Regions from separate parts of the Mus musculus genome. Here regions 2, 3 and 4 are each linked to region 1. Evidence: chromatin contacts called from public ChIA-PET and HiChIP or PLAC-seq data. All regions are on one chromosome and are shown on one strand. The core of a region is the stretch at or near the end of the contact, and the rest is flanking DNA. Distances in the headings are between cores, read along the strand shown. Region 1 overlaps Pik3r5 (phosphoinositide-3-kinase regulatory subunit 5). Region 2 overlaps Stx8 (syntaxin 8). Region 3 overlaps Myh10 (myosin, heavy polypeptide 10, non-muscle). Region 4 holds the start of Stx8 (syntaxin 8).

Region 1 (3,394 bases), core at 230-2,729:
TAGACCATGGTAGTCCTTCACCGTTATAATGAAGTTGACATTTTTCTATTGCCTAGTGATGTGGCTGTCCCAGAGCTGGAGCATACCCCATTACTCCCTGGTTTGTGATGATGCTGGTGTACTACTAATCATGTGAAGGGCAAAGTGCGTAACTATGTAAGGGGTAATACCTCCATAATGACAATAAGTGATCTGTGTCACTATTCCTGGCTTATGAATTGACTATAGTCTACTTTTAAATATTAGCTTGGAGTATCTTCCTTCTACCTACAAAAAATATTGACTATCAGACAGCATGCCGTATCACACCAGAGGTAGCCTCCTGTGCTCTCTCCCCACATTAGTGTCCTGTGGTGTCTGCATGGCTACCAAATTGTCGAGTGGTGCATTCCCCACACCATAGCCTAAGGATGTGCTTTCCCTGTTGAAAGTAACGTATGACCACATTCAAGTCATGATATGCACAGCCTGCAGCTCAGTTTCATGTGGCTCAGCAAGGTGCATGTGTCTATGTGTGTAGCGTGGTCATTAGATTCCCCCCAGTTAAGGTACCTGCCAAATAGGAATAAGGCAGAAAGGACAAGACGTCGAAATGCCCTCCTTTCCTCTTTCTGCAGCTCCCTGCCTACATCCTGCCTCTGTCGTGCCTCTTTGGGGGTACAGGTACAGGAGGACAGAGCTGGGCAGCAGGCTGGACTTGCTTAGATGTGGATTGCCTGTAGCCTGAGTGAGCAAAGTGGAATCCTCGGCTTGGCAGGACCCCACAGGGAAGGTGACATTTTTCCAGGGCCCGGAGCGTCAAAGTGTGCATGAAGAGTAATGTGGGGTTTTGATGGTAGAACAGCAAGAGATGGATGTGGAAGGGCTCTGCTGGAGACAAGCAGCTTACTGAAGGGGTTCAGGCAGAAGGCAGCAGGCACGCTTTCTTGGGGGAAGCCAAGAGAGAAGGCTGGAGGTTGATCTTCAGCCCCAGACCAGGGCCTGATCATCCATCCCTCCAAGGACTGCACTTGGGAGCCTTGTAAACCTCTGTGAGAACAGACAGACAGACAGTGAGGCTGGGGATTGGGTAGGATGGGACCCCTTGTGGGAAGCTTCCTGAGTGACCTTGCTTCTGCTTAATTTATCTGCTTCCTGTTGCCAAGGAAACCCAGCTCCAGTGGTCTTTCCTGGAGCCCTTACACCATCTTACTAGAAATTCCCAGGGAATGTAGTTTGGCCTGGGGGTGGGGGGACTCCCCCACGTAGCCCTCCCCAGACGCTTCTCTGAGAATGGAGATCTTTCTGTTTCTTTATCTTAAGGCTGACACGGGAAGGTAATGTGACGAATGTGACTGGACGGGATTTGAAGCAGCTGTGGGAGGAACAGGCAGATAGTAATGGGTTGAAGCCTGCCGAGCTGGCTGTGGCAGGGAGTCCCCTGGCCCTGCTCCTCAAGCTGCAGAGTCTTGAGGTGTTCTGACACATCCTGTGCCCCAGCCCACCGCTGGCTGCTCTCGAAGCACGGGCCAGATGTGCAAATTCTGCGGCTGGGCCGGGGCCAGGGCAGTACAGCTTGCTTTTCTTGGAAATCATCAGTGATTTGTTAGAAAAACAGGAAACCCTGGGGCTGCCGGTGTGCATCTTGACTTTTCTGTTTTTGTTTTTTGAGTTCCTTTTATCTATGTTAGGCCCAGGTTGCCATGCAGCCCAGCCCCGCAATGCTGTCTCTTAGCAATCGTTGCCTGCCCACCTTCCTCTTTTCTTCTTCCTTGGGCTTCTGCAGCCTCGTCCTTTAGTCCCAGGGACTGATACAGAGACAGGTCAGATGAGATAACCATGGAAACATGATGATGGATATCAAGTTAGACCACTTCTTCTGTAAGGTCTGGAGTAGGCACCTGAGTGTGCCTCCCTCTGCCTCAGCCCCAGATCTATTCACCCACCCGTTGACTGTGGTTGGGCTAGAAATAAAGCTGCCTCTGCTTGTGGGACCTGCTGTCGCTGGGCATCTGGAGTGGCTACCACTGACCTCCTGCTGTTCCTCGTATGACATCACCATCACAGGAAGAGCTTCATCTCTGCCTGGCTACATAGGAGCTGGAGGAACTCTCAGATATCATTCTCTGTTCGTGGGACCACTGCAGCTGAAAGAGAAGAGTCTTTCCAAGGGTCTGGAATACAGAGGACAAACATGGAGGAGACAGATTGTAGTTGTGTGTGCATTGGATCTTTAAGAAAGTTCTAGAAAGTGCTGCTGTTTCCTAGAGTCACCTATGGGGTTTTCCCTGAGTCTCCTCAGGTCAGGGGTAAGTGCTGAGGATGTCTGGTGGTTGATTTACTCAGACTGCTTTGCTGCCGCTGTTCACCCCATAATATAACAATGTGAAAAGCCCTGCTCATTTTGAAGATGCAGTGGCCCAGAAATTATCCAGCTTGTCTTGTCTTCCACTCTCCAAGCAGGGCCCTGGGGCATGAGCTGGTCTGTGCCCATCATGAGAGGTCCAGACAGAGCTGTTGCCTGTCTTGCATTCTCTGCAGATATCTACCCCTGAGTTTTCATTCACTGCTGTAGTCTTGACACCATACTCCACCCTAGGGGAGCCGGGCTCAGGGACTGCTGTTTTGAACTCATATAAGAAGCCTGATGTGAGTGAGAGTGGTTAGAAACTCACCCACACCACCCTGGGGTGTTGCTTGGCAGAGGTATTGAACTGGTTTAGGGGAGAAACCAGAAAGCAAATGGACTGGGGGAACTCTGGACTGGACAAGGAGAGGGGCAGCCAGGTCATACCAGGACTTCAGGACACAGTGAGCATCTACAACTGATAGCAGCCCCCCAGGTCCATGTCCTCATTCTTCAGGGTTTCACAGCTACGGGGCGGGTGGGAGAGGGGGAGGAGCAGAGATTCTCACCTGCATCTGTGCCTGGGGCCCATGAGAGAGGATGGAGGACAGGTGACATTTCTAACTGAAGGCTAGTGTTTCCTTTCATTATGAACATAGTCAATAAGCCACAGTCATATCAGTAGCACCTGCGTCTTTGTAAGCCACAGAAGTCCAGATGTGCCTGTGTGCGTCGCTCCACAGCGTTTGCAGATAGCTTTTGTCATTTGTGCTTTTTTAACATTTTGGAGTGGTGGTGGAAGTTAGGCTGACTGCTGGGTTGGTTATTTAATGTGTTAGTTACATCATTTCTTTAGAAATCAGCTGGTTTAACAATGGTTAGCGATTGTATTTCCATAGTGCGCTGCTTACTTACCTTGTTGCTGTAGTTTCCCAGGCCCCTCTCTCTCGATTTCATTTGACTTTATTATTTTATGTGTAGAAGGGCTTGGGCTGAGCGTGTGTCTTTGCATTACTGACATCCCTGGTGTCCGAGGAAGCCAGAAGCAGCTCTGTGGATGCTAGGAAG
Region 2 (3,193 bases), core at 235-2,734, 430 kb before region 1:
CCCAATAATTAAGCAGTAGCTTGGGATACACATAGACCTTAGCAGAGGTAATTGTGGTGATGACAGGAAGTTTGCCTCCTGAGGATCAGGATAGAGCAGAGGAAGGAAACAGTGGTCAGTACAGGCTACTGTACCCAAGTCAGACTATAGGATGTGAAGTGTGCCTCCTCCCCAGCTCCCATCACCCCCTCCCCACCTCCTGCTGTCTTAGGAGTCTGTTGGTGGAGTTCCTAAGTCAGCATAGCTTGGTCTCCATTATTTTGTAGCTGTTCTTTCTAGCTTTGCGCATTTGCTACAGACTTCCTGGTCCCTCTGCTGGAATCTGACCTCAGGGTCCTGTGCACGCTGGGCAAGCGTTCTACAGCTGATTCCCATTTCTAGCCTCTTCCTTTTTGTTGTTAACATGGTGATGATCTTTTGCTATGGGAAATTTCAAATGTATTAGAGTAACTTGTATTCCTTTCCTTATCCTGCTTCAGTAATTATCTCCCCATACCTAGTTTGGTTTTATCTGTGTGTATCCAGATACCCACCTCTAGGATTGTGTATATGTATATATACATATGGCACACATTCCCATGTTTTTCACACATGTGAAGGTTAAAGGTCACTTTGGGTATCATTTTTCAGAAACTGCCTACCTTTTTGCTCCTACTGGGACCTGATGCCTGCCAGGTAGCTAGGCCGGCTAGTCAGCAAGACCCAGAGGACTCCTGTCTCTGCTACCCCAGTACGTGGATAATAAGCACATGCCATAACACCTAGCTTTCACTGTGGGCTCTCGGGACTGAACTCTGATCCTTATGCATATGCCCTGGGATTATTTTTATAGTGAACTCCAGACATTATGTCATTTTAATGGTGAATACTTGAGAATATTCTATCTAAATACTATAAAATATGTTTATAAAATATAAGGACATTTAAAAAGAAATGTTTATTTTTTTAAATTATGTATACATCTCTGTGTGTGTGTCTATGTGCACATGATAATCTAGATACCCATGGAGTCTAGAAGAGAGTGGCAGATCTGCTGGAGCTATAAGTGAATATAAGCTGCCCAGTGTGGGTGCTGGGAACTGAATTCCAGTCCTCTGTAAGAGCAGCCTGCGCTCTTAACCTCTGAGCCATCTCTCTGTGCTCAGGACTGGTTTTTAAAGACTACAATGCAATTACCACGCCTGCCAAATGAGAAATAATTCCTCAGTCCAATCAAACAGCCAGACAGTTTCCTATCTCTCTGTAGTATTTCCTCTAGACTCCTTGGTTCAGGGTATGAATGTAGGCCATCCATTGTCACTAATAGGTATATCTCTGAAGTGTTTTAACAGTATTAATGATCTTATTTCAAACTATTTTATTTTCCTGTGCACTTTCTTTGTTAAACAGGATTGTTTACTCTGTAGTTTCCCCTTAGCTAGTTCTTGCAGTGCATTTCCCATATGTTGTTCAGCATATTCTGTGACCTAGATATTTTCTGTAAATTGGTAGGATTTAGTGGCTTGCTTAGAATTGGGCTTGTTATTTTTGGCATAATACTTTCTGATGACTCTCCCTTTGTTTTTTATCTACCACCACCAAACTGTCCTCCCACAGTTGAGTGATTCTTATTTAGAGGATGGTTTTCCTGAATGTCTAAAATAGGAAGTATCTCCACACCTAATGGCTCCACGGGGACCCTCAGAAATGATCGTCTTAGTGCTCCCACAATAAATTAGCACACATATAGTGCATTACTCACATCGCTACAGTTTGAAGGGCAGAAGTTCAGTTTGGGTCTCCAGGGGCTCAGATCAAGGTGTCAGCTGGCTGCTTTCCTTTCTGGAGGTCCAAGGGCAGAATCTGTCCCATTGCCTTGTGCGGCTTCTAGAAGATCCCCATTTCCTTGACTCATAGCTCCGTCTTCAACGCCAGCAACTGCATCTCTTTAACCCTCTGTCATGGCTCCCTCTGACAGGCTGGGCAACCTCTGTTTCTCAGAGCTAATAGAATTGTATTGGGTCCACCTAGATTCCGCAGCCTCATCTCCTATCATACGCCTTCATCTTCACCACATCTGCAAGGTTGCCTTCTCCATGGAAAGTAGCATAGCTGCAGGTTCCAAGGATTAAAACCTGGACAGCTTGGATGTGTTGGTGTGTGTGTGTGTGTGTGTATGTGTCTGAGTGTATATGTATGCACATGCATGTGCATGTACATGCTTTCCTTTTTCCACGGTGATCCAGTCTTAAAATCTACACCGCTGTAAAGTTGAAGAACGACTCAGGGTCTGGTATGTTGCAAGCATCCCATTGTGACACAGCACCACGGCCTTCAGCCTTGGCCCGTGTGACAGAATGCGGTGGATTATGGAGAATGAGCTGTTACAATGTCCCACCTCTGCTGTTTGTAAGTCGATCGTCTGCAGTGAGTCCTGGCTTATTTTTGTTGGAAGCAGCCTTTTATTTTGATTATTACTAAATGGTGAAACCATTGCCTCTTAGAAATGTCTGTTTATAGCTCAGAGGAGCTTGGGTGATTGACATGATCATTTTGAGCTGCCCAGCAGCTTTGGCGTCTGGACTGTGGGATGACAGTTGATTATCCCAGAGTTACACAGTGAGGAGGTGCTCTAGTTGATGGCAATCACAGGACTAGGGGAGTTTCTCCTCTCCTTCCTGATATGCACTAGGGAGAACTTTAGGAGACGACGAACTTGGGAGAAAAGGTGAGCGTAGCTATTTTTTACTAACAATTTGTATTCCGACTGAATGAAAAACAGTGTCAGCACTTCAGTGTCTTTTCCTAGCTGACAGCCTTAGAGGCAGTTGCTTTCCGCTTTCATCCATTTTCCCATCATTTCACAGGGCACTGACCCTCAGTCCACCTATGGATTACTCCTTGGGTGCCTTTGGACTTTTGCTGTAGCATAGACGTCCCTCTGCAGTGCGAGTTTGATGATAGATTTATCTTGGAGGCCATCCAGGAGGCTGCTACTAAGGACCAAGAGGACCTCATTATAAAGTGATTTTGCTGTAAAATTGTGCCTTAGAGTGCTCCCTGGACACAGCAGGCTGTTTATAGCCTTTAAAAAGTACGCTGTGTCAAAAAGTGTCACCAAGAGGTCCTTGCCTCACACCTTAAGTTTAAATAAATTCCAGGCGAATCAAAGAGCTAAGTATAGTGATTTAATTCTGTAAAAAAGAGTGATACA
Region 3 (2,992 bases), core at 432-2,931, 270 kb after region 1:
GAAGAACAACATCAAAGACCATCTGGGCTGTTATGTCTCCCAGCTTTAGACAGGATGCCGTGGCTCTTGGTGGCTGGTCTCTGCTGGGCGTTCTGGCCAGAGCGCTCTCCATTCTCACTACACCTGTTTACCTTTCTCAGCCGCATCCTGCAGCCTTGCGAGGTGCTTGACTTGTTTAGTTTGTGCCTGCTGTTTTCACACCTAGAACACGAGCTTCTCGGAGGTGCTTACTACCTTGTGTACACATTCAAATACTTAAAATTTATCTGAACTTGCAGACCCACATGTCTAGGGAAGACAGAAGAGATACAGTATTAATAACGATCAGTGGGGGAAAACGATTTGATCTAATTTTTTTTAGGTACTCAAAAGTTAATACTTTAATAAGATTTCTGTTTAGCCTTTTGTTACATTGTCCTTGGCAAGCATGAGATGCTAATGATTATTTAATGTTTTCTTTCTGATGACTTAATTCATATTTGTGAGACTTTGTAATCCTTGTCCTCAGAAAACTGCCTAAGACATGTTGGACTTGGTTCTGATTAAATATGTGTCCTGTTCCAATGGCTTACCTCTGCCAGCCACAGTGCAGAGTGTGGCTCCTGATTTGTGTATTTTAGTTTTGAAGGTTTTGTTGTTTTTCATTCTATAATTATTTACCTCTTAAAAACATAAAGTGCAAGGCCACATGCAGTGGCGCACGCCTTAAATTCCAAGCACTTGGGAGGCAGAGGCAGAGGCAGAGGCAGAGGCAGAGGCAGAGGCAGGTGGATTTCTATGAGTTCAAGGCCAGCCTGGTCTACAAAGCAAGTCCAGGACAACCAGGGCTACACAGAGAAACCCTGTATAAAAACAAAACAAAACAATAACAACAACAACAAAACCCCCTGAAGTGCAGATGCTGTAGTATCTTGCCAGGCTATGACCTAACTTTTGACTGAAAAATTATGTTGTATTTAAGAATTCATTAATATGTGGTTATAACTTATTACTGTTATAACATAAACCCATTAACAATTGAGTTTGACTTCCTTTGTTCATCCTTAATAAAATACTTATAAAATTAAGTCTATTTTGTAGTGGACACTTTAAAAGCACAATGATGTTTCCATCTATGCATACTTTGTGTATGTCAACTGTAGCTATCACAAACATGTGTCATACTCATAATTCCTTCCAGCTTTTTGGAATACATGGTCTAAAGTCACCTCATAGTGCAGTAGCTATTCTGTTGCTGTAAAGTCATTTTTATTATCTTTGCTTGTTTTTTGTCGTCTGAGACTGGATTAATTATTGGAAGACTTGCCTGGAAGAAAGTGGAAGAGGGTGGTCTGGGAAGGCCAGGAGCAAGCTAAAGTTGCCGGAGTCTAGGCAAACAAGGCCAGGAGTCTGAGGTAGCAAGAGTGGCAAGCCATGGATCCATCCAGTCTCAGGCAACCACATAAGGTCAGATGAAGTCACACCAGTGGCCTCTAGTCAGGGGCCATCTCACTGGCTTCCCACTTCTGAGAGTGCATTAGAGCCTCAAGGAAAGCCAGAGAGCAGTGACAGAGATGGTCTGGTCACTTGGATTGTCTTGGCAAGCTTTCCTCTTGTTTTAGAATTAGTAACTGCTGCATTCAAAGCAGAGTGGTCCCTAGAGGGCTTTCTGCAGCAATTGCCAAGGATTCAGGCCTTATGAACACAGCTGTTCATTACAGTCCCCTCAGCTGTCCCAGGGGAGCTGGCCACAGAGCTTCAGCAACACTCCTAATCTGCCAGCCACCCCCATCTTCTTTAAGAGATTTGTGTGTCTTTATTTTATGTGTATGAGTGTTTTGGCTGTGTGTTTTATGCGTGTGCACCATGTGCTTGCCTGGTGCCGTGGAGGCCAGAAGAGGGTGTTAGATCCCCTGGGACTGGAGTGACAGACCGTTGTGAGCTGTTATGTGGGCGCTGAGAACTGGAAGAGTCTCTCTTCAAGAGCAGCAAGTGCTCTTAACCACTTACTCATCTCTCTGGCTCTTTGTAGCATCATGTTGCTGGTTATTTGGGCTAACCAACTAAAAGGTCTGTCTCATATACAGCCAAAAAGAGTGTCCTTTCCAAATGCCACAGTCCCCAGTGGCCTGGCACATCTGGAGCAGGGAACATATCTGGAGCCAGCAGGTTTCCCTATCTTTGTTTTTTTCAGTAGTGAGTTTTATAGAATATTGTCAGAAGTCGGTCTGAAAAGATGAAGAGAAGTGTCTAGCATGCCATTTTTTCTTCTTTTCTGAAATGTATGCTATTTTATTATTTCATGTGGAGAGTATTTTGCCTGATGGTATTTATGTACACCACGTGTGGGCTGAGTGCCTGAGGAAGGACTTCAGAGAGGGCATCAGATCCTCTGGGACTAGAGTTATAGATGGTTGTGAGTCACCACGTGGGTACTTCGAATTGAACCTAGGTCTTCTGCAAGAGCAGCCAGTGCTCTTAGTCGCTGAGCCATCTCTTCAGCCCTACTGTCATTTCTGAATGAAGGCTACCATGTGGTCAGGAAGGTTTCCTGAAGTCTTGTAATCCAGGCCATAGATTACTGAGGAGCATTTGGGTTATTGTGACAATGTTTACCATACTTAAAAGTACAAAACTCAATGTTTATTATCACATTTTAAAGTGATAAACCCATATAAAGTTAAGTTATTTTTTATGAAAAAATTTTAATACCAAAAGAGCTGCAAAGTAAATACTTTTTTTTCTTTTTTTGTAAATTCCTTCAATATCTTAGCAAAAGAGTTGGATTCTCATATTTGCTTCTGTATTCTATTTTTTGTGAAGTTACTTGAAAGAAATTTGGCTTTATGCAGATGTTTGAGAATTTGGGGGCTCCGCAGTGTAGAGCATTTGTTGCTCTTCTGGTTTGATTTCCAGCATCCATTGTGATTTGCCCACAACCATCTTAACTGTAGTTCCAAGGGATCTGATGCCCTTTTCTGACCTCCATGGGCACCAGGAATCCACATGGCGT
Region 4 (3,081 bases), core at 480-2,979, 480 kb before region 1:
ATCTCAGCATCCATATGGCAGGGCAAAATACTAATGCACATAAAGTAAATTACTTAAAAAAAAATCAATCACAGATCTTGTGTGTCTTTGCACTGACCGGCTCACCAGAATATTTTTTTGCAGTTCTCCAGGGATCACTTCTTATCGGTAATATTTGTCCATCTCTACAGACAGTGTTGGCTCAGATACAGAAAACGCTGGCTTTCAATTAAAGCAGCACAGAGCAACGAAGACTCAAGAGTTAATGCCAGGAGCGCTTAAACCTTTATTTACTCTGTAATCGTTCCGCACCGCATCCTTTCAACGGTAAAGCTTTCAGGCACTACATTCGTTTTAAAAAATCAATTTTCCCCCTAAAATTTAACTCCTTGCCTTTTCGCTACACGCCAAACACGACCCCCAATCACAGCATTTCTCTCTCAATATTTACCACGACAGTCACAAATAAAGTGTGAGCACCACAAGAAGGCCCCTCCAGAATTAAAAAGGTTTCTCCCTTAATGTCCTACTTCCCTTCTATCCTGGTCTTAAACCTTTGAGTTCTTACTTTGGGAAAGACCCTTATTCATACTCCTACCGAGTTAGGCTCATTTGGTCTCTGGAGGAGCTTTATCTGAGCTCTTACACCCATGCCAGTTCCTGAGGCTCAGGAATGAGGCCCAGATCTGCCACCATCCTGGGGCGGGTGGTGCCTGGCCACACTCTTGCCGCTATTCCCACTGCCTCTCAGGCGCTACCAGGTCAGCGTCTCACTGTCCCTGAGGCATCAAATCATGGTTGCTCAAGGTCTCACCATTGAAGCCGATCACAGCCTGAAGCTCCAGTTCTGCTACATCCAGCTCGGGTAAAACTTGTTCTTCCATCCTGGAGAGTTTCAGCTCATTGATTCTTCAACTCCAGGGTGCAGCGTCTCCTGGTCGTCATGGTAACTGGCGCACGCATGCGTGCTAGGTTCATGCAGGAGCAGAAACCCAGCCCACTGTGTTTGAGTTGATTTCCCCTCTTGCAAATGTTGGGAGGACTTCCTTAGTATGTATTTTATCCATTCTGGAAATGTAGGTGGTAGGTTGACGCTAAGTGCACAAGGTAAATTTCCTCCTCTCCCGTGTACAGGTCTGTGACTTTTTAAAAACTATACAATTAAGCCCCTCGTGATGATTATTAAAAATAATTGAACACAGAATAATTGAGCACAGAGAATTGCCTATGATGAATAGGTTGCTATAAAAAACATGGCATTGATACTTCTTTTTAAAAGAAAAATTTAAAAAAATCACTAAAAACGTTTTAGTACAGTATGCAACTATTTTTATGTATGTATGTATGTATGTATGTATTCATGCATGTATGGTACATATGTTGCCTGTATGTATATTTCCTGCCTCAGCCATCCAAGTGCTGGAATTCCAGGCTTGAGTTATCACACCCAGCTTGTCTTGCTGTTTTGAATTAAGAAGAAAAATACAGAGAGCCGGGGTTGACGCGTTTCCATTCCCTGGGAAAATGTTTTGATTCTGCTCAACAATTTAACTATTTTTCTTGCGTCCAGCAATTCATGTGAATTAACAAAAATAGATTCTTGCTACCCACTCCCTTAGGGGTGCGCTCTGGGTAGCGGGGACGTCGTTCTGAGGTCAATTAAAACAGGTTTCACTTTGCAAACTCTGGGCTCGGGTCGCGCACTCTCCGAACTGCGGGGAATGAGCCGCACGGGCCGCCGTAGTCAGCTGCTACGAGCAGGAAGTGTCCCAGCTGCGGGCGGAGACTGCACCATGGCCCCGGACCCCTGGTGAGTTGCCGGTGATGGCAGCAGAGTATGGGGATTAACTTGGGGGTGGAACTGGCTTCCAGGGACTGGCAGAGACCCTGCCCATCTTTGAGCTTGAGGCTGGCGGCCTTAGGGATGAAGATCAGCGAGAATCCTCCCCCTGTTGAGGGGACTCAGCCACGTACTGCCTACTCGGTGCTAACTCTGTGGTCCTAGGGTAGGCTATGACCTGGGGGAGCTGGGACTTGAGCAATCGAATATTTGCCCCCCTTTTCTGGGGCTTCTTGCCCATCATGCTTGTGGCTGACTGCATGCATAGACTTCCCCAGGCTCCTGTAAAAGTGAGGTCAAAATAACCTTTTGGTGGGGTATCCCTTCACCCAGTAATCCCCAGAAAGGTTATAAACTGAAGTTCACACTCCATGGTCACCAGTTAGTAGCTAGTTGGGCACGGGTGCTATGGGCTTTTCACAGAAAACTTGTAGGACATTGGGAGGGGAAATTTTGCACTTTTCCTGCATCAGTAGCATGAAGACTTATGTCAGCACGAAGTAGGAAGTGCCTGATAAGGTCCATTTATTCAGCAAAGAGACCCCAAGGAGAGAATGATGAAAAACATCTTTGTACAAGGAACAAATTGCTATAAAGTCCTGACCTTCCTGATGAATAATTTATAACACTGCATTCCTATAAAGTTTGTGTTGGAGAATATGCCTTATGGTGGTGTTTCCGGTACAATTTGTAGTTGTTTGATGGCAGATAAATTTGAATATTAAGAGAGTGGATCCCAAGGTCAGAATTAGAGTTATCTGGGATCTAGGCTATTTGGGCCAGTTGCTGAATTGTTTGTTGTTGGTTTGTTTTTCAGTGTCTCGGGGAGCCCAAGTTGATCTTGAATCCCTGACCCTTTTGCTTCAGTCTCCAAAATGGTGGCTCTGCTACCAAGCCCAGCCAAGTGCTGAATTTTGTCCTAAAGTTTTAACTATTGTATACACCCCTGGTAGAAAATTGAGAGACTGCTGAGTATCTGAAGGGAGTAAAAAGCACCCCTATCCCTCGGAAGCAATCAGTGCTCACCTTTTTTTCCAATGCATTTATTGTTTGGATCTATATCCTGCTTGTATTTTACAAAGCAGGGAGGGAGCATTTCTCCATGTCCTTAAAAGGTAGTCTTAAAAACATGATTTTTAATGTGTATCAGTGCATCATCTGAGTGTACATAACTTATTTCAAATTTTAGCCCGGTTGTAGAACGATTGTTTAGCACACGCAAGACACCCTGGGTTTGGTCCCCAGCAAGACCAGAAAGCTTT

Evidence for each region. ChIA-PET counts read pairs in DNA pulled down with a chosen protein or histone mark. HiChIP or PLAC-seq counts read pairs in DNA pulled down with a chosen protein or histone mark.
Region 2: an H3K27ac HiChIP or PLAC-seq map of large pre-B cells shows a contact between it and region 1, with 3 times the contacts expected there. The contact joins two enhancer-like sites. A contact is called at or near these places in 1 of 484 Hi-C or Micro-C datasets (embryonic stem cells) and 2 of 115 datasets of contacts at active chromatin or transcription factors (the NIH/3T3 cell line and large pre-B cells).
Region 3: a contact with region 1 is called in an H3K27ac HiChIP or PLAC-seq map of the NIH/3T3 cell line, with 4 times the contacts expected there. The contact joins two enhancer-like sites. A contact is called at or near these places in 1 of 15 datasets of contacts at CTCF or cohesin (the NIH/3T3 cell line) and 3 of 115 datasets of contacts at active chromatin or transcription factors (the NIH/3T3 cell line, large pre-B cells and memory CD8 T cells).
Region 4: a contact with region 1 is called in an RNA polymerase II ChIA-PET map of memory CD8 T cells, with 10 read pairs. The contact joins the promoter of Stx8 here to the enhancer-like site in region 1. A contact is called at or near these places in 13 of 39 promoter capture datasets (3T3-L1-derived adipocytes, the C10 cell line, the HPC-7 cell line and 7 more), 10 of 115 datasets of contacts at active chromatin or transcription factors (bone marrow-derived dendritic cells, embryonic forebrain, embryonic midbrain and 5 more) and 3 of 9 other capture datasets (adipose tissue, embryonic stem cells and liver).

What each region holds. Positions count from the first base shown.
Region 1 is chr11:68,449,907-68,453,300 of GRCm38.p6, forward strand. The region is part of intron 1 of Pik3r5 (phosphoinositide-3-kinase regulatory subunit 5); the gene reads left to right. Among named protein-coding and RNA genes, the nearest start is that of Pik3r5, 19 kb to the left of the region's middle. Within about 2 kb of position 1,480, at least 64 of the 459 cell types and tissues checked have an H3K27ac peak or open chromatin away from gene starts, as enhancers often do. A contact at or near this core is called in adipose tissue, memory CD8 T cells and regulatory T cell precursor, where this site is marked.
Region 2 is chr11:68,016,072-68,019,264 of GRCm38.p6, forward strand. All of the region lies in intron 5 of Stx8 (syntaxin 8), which reads left to right. Among named protein-coding and RNA genes, the nearest start is that of Stx8, 51 kb to the left of the region's middle. Within about 2 kb of position 1,485, at least 13 of the 459 cell types and tissues checked have an H3K27ac peak or open chromatin away from gene starts, as enhancers often do.
Region 3 is chr11:68,717,615-68,720,606 of GRCm38.p6, forward strand. All of the region lies in intron 2 of Myh10 (myosin, heavy polypeptide 10, non-muscle), which reads left to right. Among named protein-coding and RNA genes, the nearest start is that of Myh10, 27 kb to the left of the region's middle. Within about 2 kb of position 1,682, at least 33 of the 459 cell types and tissues checked have an H3K27ac peak or open chromatin away from gene starts, as enhancers often do.
Region 4 is chr11:67,964,729-67,967,809 of GRCm38.p6, forward strand. Stx8 (syntaxin 8) reads left to right here and starts at 1,730. Exons shown (of 8, transcript NM_018768.3): 1 at 1,730-1,789. The coding sequence starts at 1,773. It overlaps Cfap52 (cilia and flagella associated protein 52), which reads right to left and starts at 914. Exons shown (of 14, transcript NM_027963.2): 1 at 794-914. The coding sequence starts at 863.